3 separate regions of the Mus musculus genome follow, and regions 1 and 3 are each linked to region 2. The links are chromatin contacts, called in public promoter capture Hi-C maps. All regions are on one chromosome and are shown on one strand. Each heading gives the region's core, a stretch centred on a gene start, on an enhancer-like site or on the middle of the called end of the contact. The rest is flanking DNA. Distances are from core to core; before and after follow the strand shown. Region 1 holds the start of Cdkn1c (cyclin-dependent kinase inhibitor 1C (P57)). Region 2 holds the start of B130016D09Rik (a long non-coding RNA gene). Region 3 holds the start of Mrgprg (MAS-related GPR, member G).

Region 1 (2,995 bases), core at 481-2,980, 1.2 Mb after region 2:
CGCAGGGCGCGGGGCCGGGGTGGGGGCGCCATCCCCGCCCGCGCCGAGGTCCGCGGCGGGTCAGCTTTGTTTACGTCGCCGCGCAATGTGCTGTGTAAGCATTTCCCCTTGTCCCGCGGCCAAGCCCCCCGGGGCTGCCGCCGCACTTAACCCCCTCCATGCCGCACACACGGCTCCCTAAGGGGCTCCCGCGGCCCGAGCCAAAGACCGCGATCCGAGTGGGTCGCGGCCAGGCTCGCCCTCCCACTGCACGCTCGGGAGCCTTAGCTGCACCCCTACCAGTAGGAAAGGGGTGCGGGCGCAACCGCGCCCTAAGCGCCGCGGGCCCTTTAATGCCACGGGAGGAGGCGGGGACCGGGCGAGGCCCCCGAGGGCGAGGGAGAGCCCGGCCGGCCGGACAAAGCGAGGCCGGGCCGGGGCGGGGCCGTGCGGGGCTCACCGGAGATGAGAGGCCCCGACAGCTTCTTGATCGCACCGTTCGCATTGGCCGCAGCAGTCCCGGGTGCAGGACGTCCTGGAATCCCCGAGAGAGGCTGGTCCTTCAGCTCCTGGCCGCGCTGCTCTTGATTCTCGTCCTGCTCCTCGACCGGCTCCCCATTCTGCTCCTCGACCGGCTCCGCACCCTGCTCCTCGACCGGCTCCGCGCCCTGCTCCTCCTCCGGCTCCTCGTCCTTCTCCTCGACCGGCTCTGCGCCCTGCTCCTCGCCCTGCTCAGAGACCGGCTCAGTTCCCAGCTCATCACCCGGCTCAGCACCCGACTCCTCGCCCTGCTCAGAGACCTGCTCAGGGACCTGTTCCTCGCCGTCCCGAGTCGCCACGTCCGGGTTCGCGTCCGGGATCGGGTCCGGAGTCGGGTCGGAGGTCGCGACCAGGGTCACCTCCGGAATTGGGTCTGAGGTCAGATCTGAAGCCGGGGCCGGGGTCGCGGGTGGGGTGGGCTCCGCGACCACGGCCGAGGCTGGGGCGCTGGGCGGCTGCTCAGGCGCCTCCTCTAGGCCGTCGGGGGCCTCGCCAGCCGGCGGCCCAGAACGCGGGATGACAGCCACGGCCACCGGGGGTGGCCGGGGCCCCAGCTGCAGGCGACAGCGCCCCACCTGCACCGTCTCGCGGTAGAAGGCGGGCACAGACTCGCTGTCCACCTCCATCCACTGCAGACGACCAGGGCCTCGAAGAGGCACATCCTGCTGGAAGTTGAAGTCCCAGCGGTTCTGGTCCTCGGCGTTCAGCTCGGCCAGGCGCATCCGCAGCTCGCGGCCCAGCTCCTCGTGGTCTACAGGCCCGAAGAGGCTGCGGCAGGCGCTGCTACGCGCTATCACTGGGAAGGTATCGCTGGAGGCCAAGCGTTCCATCGCTGTTCTGCTGCGGAGGTACACGTCGGACATGCCCATGGTCGAAGGCTGTGCAAACGCGGGCAGCGAGAAAGAAGGGAACGGGAGGAGAAGGAAGAGGGGAGAGGAGGAGGGCGGAGGCTGGGCGTGGGTGAGACCCCTTGCACAGCCCGCGTCCGCCTCTGCCTAAGGACGCAGCGGCTACCTGGCTGATTGGTGATGGACGGCTCCTGCGTCTGGATCGCTTGTCCTGTCCAGCTTGGGCCGCGCCCCCTCGGAGCTTGCCTGCCTGTTCGCTTGCTCTCAGTCGGGCCTAGCCGGCACCCCTCGAGCACAGCGCACTCGGCCTGTGGAACGCCCAGCCCGCTGCGCCCCTTTATACGCGCTGGCCCCACCCCCGCGCGCGCGGGCCTCCTCACGATTAGCATAATGTAGTATTTTCAGTTTCAACAACACCGCGGCGATTGGAGGGTGCAGCCCGCCCCGCCCACAGAGGCCCTGCCCCCGCGCCACGCTCATTGGCTGCGCGCACACACCCCCGGGGCCGGGCGGGGCGGGTGACGGGCGGGCGCTGATTGGCGGCCGCACGGCGAGCGGGCTGCGCGGGACAAGGGGCGGGGCTCGAGTTAAAGAGCTCTGCGGGCGGTAACGTGACACCGCGACGCCCCTCCCCCTCGCCCCATCCCCCCCCCCGCCCCCCGCGGGCTCCTTTGTCTGCAGGCGGGGGCTCGCGCAGCCGCGACGCGCGCGCCCCCTCGGACCATGGAGCTGGGCACAGCCCCTCGGCGATGCCGACGTCGGTGAAGGTCCCTCGGTCCCCGCAGCCCGCGCTAGCCCTAGGACTGCACCAACTGATTAGGGCTTTAACCTACTACTACCAGCTGGGTCCTGGTCCTGGCAGTACCGTGGCTGGATCCACCCTCTACACCCAGGCCTAAGTATCTGCCTTCGAGGCATCTGCACACCTGCTGGCCCTAAGACCCTCTATCACGGAGTTAGAGACAGGGGTCACATCCATTCTTTTCCTGAGGAACAATACTGTAGAGATCTAAAAGATCTGTAGCCTGGTCTATAATAGGCCCACCTACCCGGGAGATGAGACACAAGTTGGGCCCATCCTAGCCTGTACCTACATCACTGATAGATGCCTAGGACCTTAGGTTTGGGTCAGGCCATATTCGACCCCCAGTTCTGCCTACCTTAGTTGGCTGGAAGTAGTTATGCTAGAAAAGAGAGAATGACCCCTCCTCCACAGCAGTGCCTCTTGGTGGGGCCCTGAATACTCACACAAACACACCCGACATGGCCTGACAGAGCCCCCCCCCCGCCCCCCGCCCCTGCTGCCTCCGCTACCGCCGCCAAAAGGAGTTCATTATTTAGGGCAGGGAGTCGAGAAGGTGACTCAGGCATGTGCCAGGAGCTGGCCCCCTCCCCCCGCCCTGGGGAACCAGGACTTCCGGACATACTTGAAAGGCCCTGCAGAGCCCCAAGCTCTCAGCTCCCAGCAGAGATGCCTGTGAGACTTTTGAGACAGAACCCTATTTACAGGGTTAGGTAAGTTGGGCCAACCCGGGAGTCAAGTCAAACCCTGAAGCCAGGGGCCAGACTGTCCTGGAACAGGTGAGAGACGGGGTTTGGAAGCTGCTCTGGTGGAGAGACCAGAGCCT
Region 2 (2,700 bases), core at 24-2,523:
CTGGGGCAGTATTACTTTGCCTGACAAAGTTTCTCATCTTCCCAGTCAACCAGTATTAGCTATTTTGACTCTACAGGGTACAGCAGAGAAATAAATTGAGTTTTTTGAGAGCATCAGCCTTTCTTGGCCATTGGTGAGCTTAGCTGGGAAGTTCATATGAGGAAGAAGGACCCTTCCTTCATAAGAGAGTCCTTGGGGCTCAGAGCAGCAAAGGTGACATGGAGTAATTTACAACTTTGCAAATCTGGTCCTCAGCACCCTGTGGCACCCTGAATGAATGCAGAGCACATCTTAACAATCCTCCTGCAGGGGACATCACTCCCTCCCCTTCCTTTTTAGCTGAGTAATCAGGAGGGCACAGTCTTACCCAGCAGCTGGTCTCATCTTTCTGCTGCTCTGCTTTGTCTTTTGGTGAACACATTCGTATGTGGGTTCATCTCTTTATTTCCTATCCTGCTTATTTTTGACCTTATTATGTACTCAATCTTGCAGGGCAAGCTTGATTTTTAGTGTGTACTATAAACACCTAATTTGGTTGCATGTTAGTGAGAGACTTGGGTGTAGGATGACTAGCAGGGGTCCTGTTTTATTTTGTTTTGTTTATTTGTATGAGGACATAGATGGGCACCCTAAATGTTGGAGACCATACCATAAGAAAGTAGGCCTTTCAAAGTTTTCCACCCTAACAAGCCAAATGGCCTTGTGCTAAGGAGCTGGTCTTCACCCCCTCCTCCCTGTTTCCTTCCTGGCACCTGAGGCTGTAAAAAGCTGAATTATAGTCCCCTCTTCCTTATCTCTTCCTGACTCCCAAGACTTCAAAGGACATGAGTTACAAGCTGAGCCCAGCCTGACACCCAAGGCTGTTAAGGAGGATTCTACATTCCAGAGATAAGAGTGCCTGGCCGCCTGCAGTTTGAATTAGGCCTTCATGTCCCCAGATGCCCACTTCTTTGTTCTTAGTTGATCCCCCTCAACCCCTCCCTATTCCCCTTAAAACCTGGCATTTCAGCCTAATAAACTGAGACCTTGATAGGAACCCTTCTTTGTCTCTGCGTCTCCTTCCTTTCCTCGCATTTCTCTTCAGGTTTGTGGTCCCCCTTGCACCCAGGAAGAACTGGGTCCTGCTGGGTGGGACAAGTGGCGCCTAACTGAGGTTCGGAGCGTTTTGCCTTAGGTGGAGATTACGGAGTTTGACTCCCCCAGAGAAGTTCGTAGGGACCCCAAGAAAAAAGAAGTGAAGGACTGCTTCAGCAGCTCACCGGAGAGAGAAATCCTTGGTAAGTGATTCATCTCCACTGAGAAATGGGAACTAAGCTTTCTAAAGAGGCAGCCTTTATAAAAGGCTTAAAGGTGGCTCTCAGGGAAAGAGGAGTTAGAGTTAAAAAGAAAGATTTGATAAACTTTTTTATTTTCATAGACCAGGCAGGTCCATGGTTTATTATAGATGGCGCAGAGATACATTGTAAGAAATGGATAAGAGTAGGAAGAGAATTAAGTGAAATTTTGGCAAAGCAGGACCCCGATGCTATTCCTGCAAATATATTTACTTATTGGAGTCTAATCCGTGATTTAATACAAAGTGCAGTTGATGATCCAGAGAAACAGCAGCCTTTGTCAGTGGCAGAATATTGCCTCTGTCCCCTGTCTCTGGAAGCTTCAGAGAGCTCCCTCCCTACTAAAAAGCCTCCAATAGCTGCAGACAGGCCCGAAGTCCTGCAGACTGCTCTCTACCCCCATATCCCGGTAAGCGCATTGCCTGCTGACCCGCCACTGATCAATCTAGAATTTAAAAAATCTTTGGCTGAAAGCCCTTTAATTTCTGGGGACACAGACACTTTAGAGGAAGAGATAGTCCGTCCCCGTAAGCCCGAGCGATTGCCGGGCGCTTCAGCTCCTCCCTGCAATGCCTCGTCCTACCTGCCACCAATCTGCGCTCCCGAGCCGTGGCCCCAGGCGCTGCCGGTCCCTACTCTCATTGATGCTAAAGACAAGCTCGCGTCTCAGGTAGCAGGATTACAAGAAGTTTTAGAGCTCCAGCAACAGTACGCCCGCCTTTCCACAGAGCTCGCTTCACTCCAAAATTCTTTAAAAGAGACTATCCTTGCCCCTCCCCCAGCCTCAGCCTCGGGCGGCGTAAAAAAGAAAGCTCCGCGAGCGGTAAAAACTAAAACATTGGCTTCCCCCGTAATTACTCGCTCCACGAGAGCTGCTAGCTACGACCCGCCCACTTCTACGGCGGAGACACAGCCCCCAGCCACCCGTGCCGAATCTGCTTCTGCAGAAATTGGGCCTTTAGAAAGGCCCCAGGCCGACCTCTCCTCGGACACTAACAGCGAGGGCGGAGAAGATTATGAGTGTGAAAACGAAGTAGAACGTGAGCCAGAGGAACAAATTTCTGCTCCTGTCCAACAAACAGAATTCCGCAGACTACGTTTTAAGCTCTTAAAAGAGCTTAACTCTGCGGTTAGAACTTATGGCCCATCTGCCCCCTACACGCTTTCGCTCCTAGAAGCTCTTCCGGGAGGCGAACATATGCTCCCTAGTGAGTGGATCAAAGTAATCCAAACTGTGTTAACACGCGGGCAATTTCTCTCATGGAAAGCCGATTTCCTCGATCGGTGCCAGACAATTGCAGTGGCTAATCAGAAAAATCCTCGGGCGCCATCTGCTGGCTGGACCTTTGAAAAGCTTTCTGGTCAA
Region 3 (2,741 bases), core at 216-2,715, 1.5 Mb after region 2:
TTACCCCCTCACAGCTGCTTTGCTTGGAAGCAGCTCTCTCTGCCCTCATCCTGGTTAGACAACCCATCCTGAATGAGGTGTCCCCATGCAGAGGCCCACCACATTCAGACAAAGGGGCCACAGGTGGAGAGACTCCCCTTTCTTTTTAACTGTAGTACCAATGTGAGAATGCTTTCTCTAAGGCTCTGATCACACCCACCCCAGGGTCTCTGATAGTGCCTGCTCTGACCCAGGACACTCCATTCTGTGCTAGGTGAGGCTTCAGGGGACTTTCCCCACACTGTCCTTTTAGAGCGCGACATTAAAGCCCAGGGTCCTGAGGAACTGTGGCTAACTCTGAAGCTTCATGTCAGAGTCTGGGACTTTGATGATGGGTCTCAGGGCCCCAAATCTTCTTAGGGAGCAAGCAGGAGAGTTTCTGGTACCCTCATGGAGGCGAGTGTTTCAGAGCAGTACCTTTTTCCACAGAGCCCATGATGGACCTTGTCCAAGATCCAGGGTATGAGGACCCAGGCTCTGGGGACAGGGACTGCCAGGGAGGAACAGCAATAGGAAAAGATAGACCAGGGCTGGGGGGTAATGGAGTGGAGAAGAGAGATGGACAGACAGACACAGAGAGAAATAGAGAATAGAGGTAGAGATAAAGAGGAAGGGACAGACATGGGAAAACATAGTCAAAGATGGAAAGAGATGTATATTGTGTACTTTACGTATGACCCTCATTCCTGGTCTGGGCTGTGTCCCCTACCCAGAACCCTAGCTATCTCTGTACTCACTGAGACCCAGCCTCCATCAGACCCTGCTTCCTCTCACAGGGCCAAACCTTCTGCAGTGTCCTGATGAGTATCACCCACCATCTCATCACCAAGCATCCTTCCTAGCACCTGTGGGAGATGGTGATTCAACCTACCAGTTCAGCTGTCAAGGTCAGAGTACAGGTCCTCAGGACCTTGAAATTAAGGACTGAACCTTCACGCATCAGAGTGGTGACAGAGGCAAGACTCTTCCCCTCTGTGAGCCCCCAAGGGTGTAAATCCAGACATCTACTCCTGTGTGGATTCTGGCTGGTGGAGCCAAGGCTAGATCTGAAAGGGGATGCGGTAGGTGGGGTGGGGCATCTTCCTCATCCTTGTTCTCCAATGGACCTGGAGCAATGAGTTTCAAGCCTGAGCCTCAGCTTCCAAGGCTCCCTTAACTGCCTTCCCCATAAGGTCCCTTTTAGAGGACATCCTCAGAGCCACCAGCACCCCCCTGAGAGCCAGGCAGGCAAGTGATGTAGAGGGTAAGAGAAGGGGTGCTTCTTGCTTAGGGAAGCAGGTAGAGGGGCATATTAACCTTCTCACCTGATGACCGCCTGCTGACAGTGGCTGTCTCCAGCTCGCTCAGCCCACACTTGTTGTCTTGATCTCCTCCTGGCCCCTAAATCCCCTTCTGTCCTCTGAGGCTGGCTCCTGCCAGTTCCCTAGAAGTGGGGTGGGTGTGTCACCTTTTCACGGAAATCAAAGGAATGAGCTCAAACAGAGCTGTCAGTGTGGGAGGCTCCTCCTTTTCATCTGGGAGATGAAAACAGAGAGCCTTGCACGCCGCCCATTCTGGAATGGTCCCTGGCCTTAGGTGCTCGGGACCAAAGGAAGAGATGACATCTGTAAAGATGGATCAGTCAGTAAAGTTCTCGCTATGCAGGTATGAGAATTTGAGTTTGGATCCCCTGCACCTTTAATAAAAGTTGGGCATCATGGTGCATGCTTGTGACCCCAGTACTGAGAGATGGAGACCAGAGGACTCATGGGACTTGATATTCAGCTGGCTATGCCAATCACTACATTTGCTGCAAAGTCTTATCTTTAAAAAATAAGGTATTGGGCCAGTGAGAGGGCTCAGTGGGTAAAGGTTCTTGCCACACCCAAGCCTGACAACCTAAGTTCAATTCCAGGGATCCCCATAAAAGAAGAAAATTGATTCCTAAAAGTTTCCCTCTGATCTGGACACATGTGGTGGCACATTTGTGCACACACACAGATAAACTTAAAAACATATTTAAGCCAGAGGTTGTGGCCCACACCTTTAATCCCAGCACTTGGGAGGCAGAGGCAGACAGATTTCTGCAAGTCTGCACAGAGTTTCCAGGTCAACCAGGATGGTATTGTGAGATGTTGTCTCAAAACAACAACAGCATGGACTTTAAAATGTTTTTTAATGTGTAGGGTAATTAAGAAGACACACACTCAGTGCTGATCTTTAGGCAGCACATACACCTGCACAGATGTGCATGCACCTACACACATGTGCACATAAACTCACACAGCAGTTGGAAGGGAATAGGGAGAGTCCAATAGAGCTAGGACTGCACAGTGAGATATTCTGGAGACTCACTGGCAGAGGAAGGTCCTGGGGAGCTGGGCACCCAGACGTTGGGTGGATAAAGACCAAAGCATGCTCTCATGCCTGAAGGTCTCTGGTTTATCTTCAGATTCCATCAAAAGCCAGGCGCACCCTCCAAGTCATCCAGTACGCATGTGCTTTCAAGGCTCTGTGTTATGGTTAGCTAAGTAAATATGCAGGAAAACCCATCTTATGGTGACTCAGACAGCTGTGGCTCAAGATGGCTGCCATCATGTCAAGCCAGATCCATACTCTGTCCTCTGTGGGATGCACCCTTACAACACACACAAGCACTGTGCAGCCCCAAATCTCCCCAACTTTTCATTGTTCTGGTAGGCCTTTGTTGTTGTTCTTCTTCA

The links. Promoter capture Hi-C pulls out the DNA fragments that hold promoters and counts their contacts.
Region 1: a promoter capture Hi-C map of liver shows a contact between it and region 2, with 4 times the contacts expected there. The contact joins the promoter of Cdkn1c here to the promoter of B130016D09Rik in region 2. A contact is called at or near these places in 4 of 39 promoter capture datasets (hippocampal neurons, liver and pre-B cells).
Region 3: a promoter capture Hi-C map of liver shows a contact between it and region 2, with 4 times the contacts expected there. The contact joins the promoter of Mrgprg here to the promoter of B130016D09Rik in region 2. A contact is called at or near these places in 3 of 39 promoter capture datasets (hippocampal neurons, liver and pre-B cells).

What each region holds. Positions count from the first base shown.
Region 1 is chr7:143,459,320-143,462,314 of GRCm38.p6, forward strand. Cdkn1c (cyclin-dependent kinase inhibitor 1C (P57)) reads right to left here and starts at 1,731. Exons shown (of 4, transcript NM_001161624.1): 1 at 1,534-1,731; 2 at 476-1,397. The coding sequence starts at 1,388.
Region 2 is chr7:142,282,190-142,284,889 of GRCm38.p6, forward strand. B130016D09Rik (a long non-coding RNA gene) reads left to right here and starts at 1,274. Exons shown (of 1, transcript XR_003946899.1): 1 at 1,274-2,700. Gm45889 (a long non-coding RNA gene) reads left to right here and starts at 1,025. Exons shown (of 2, transcript XR_870059.2): 1 at 1,025-1,277.
Region 3 is chr7:143,765,528-143,768,268 of GRCm38.p6, forward strand. It overlaps Mrgprg (MAS-related GPR, member G), which reads right to left and starts at 1,466. Exons shown (of 2, transcript NM_203492.2): 1 at 1,344-1,466.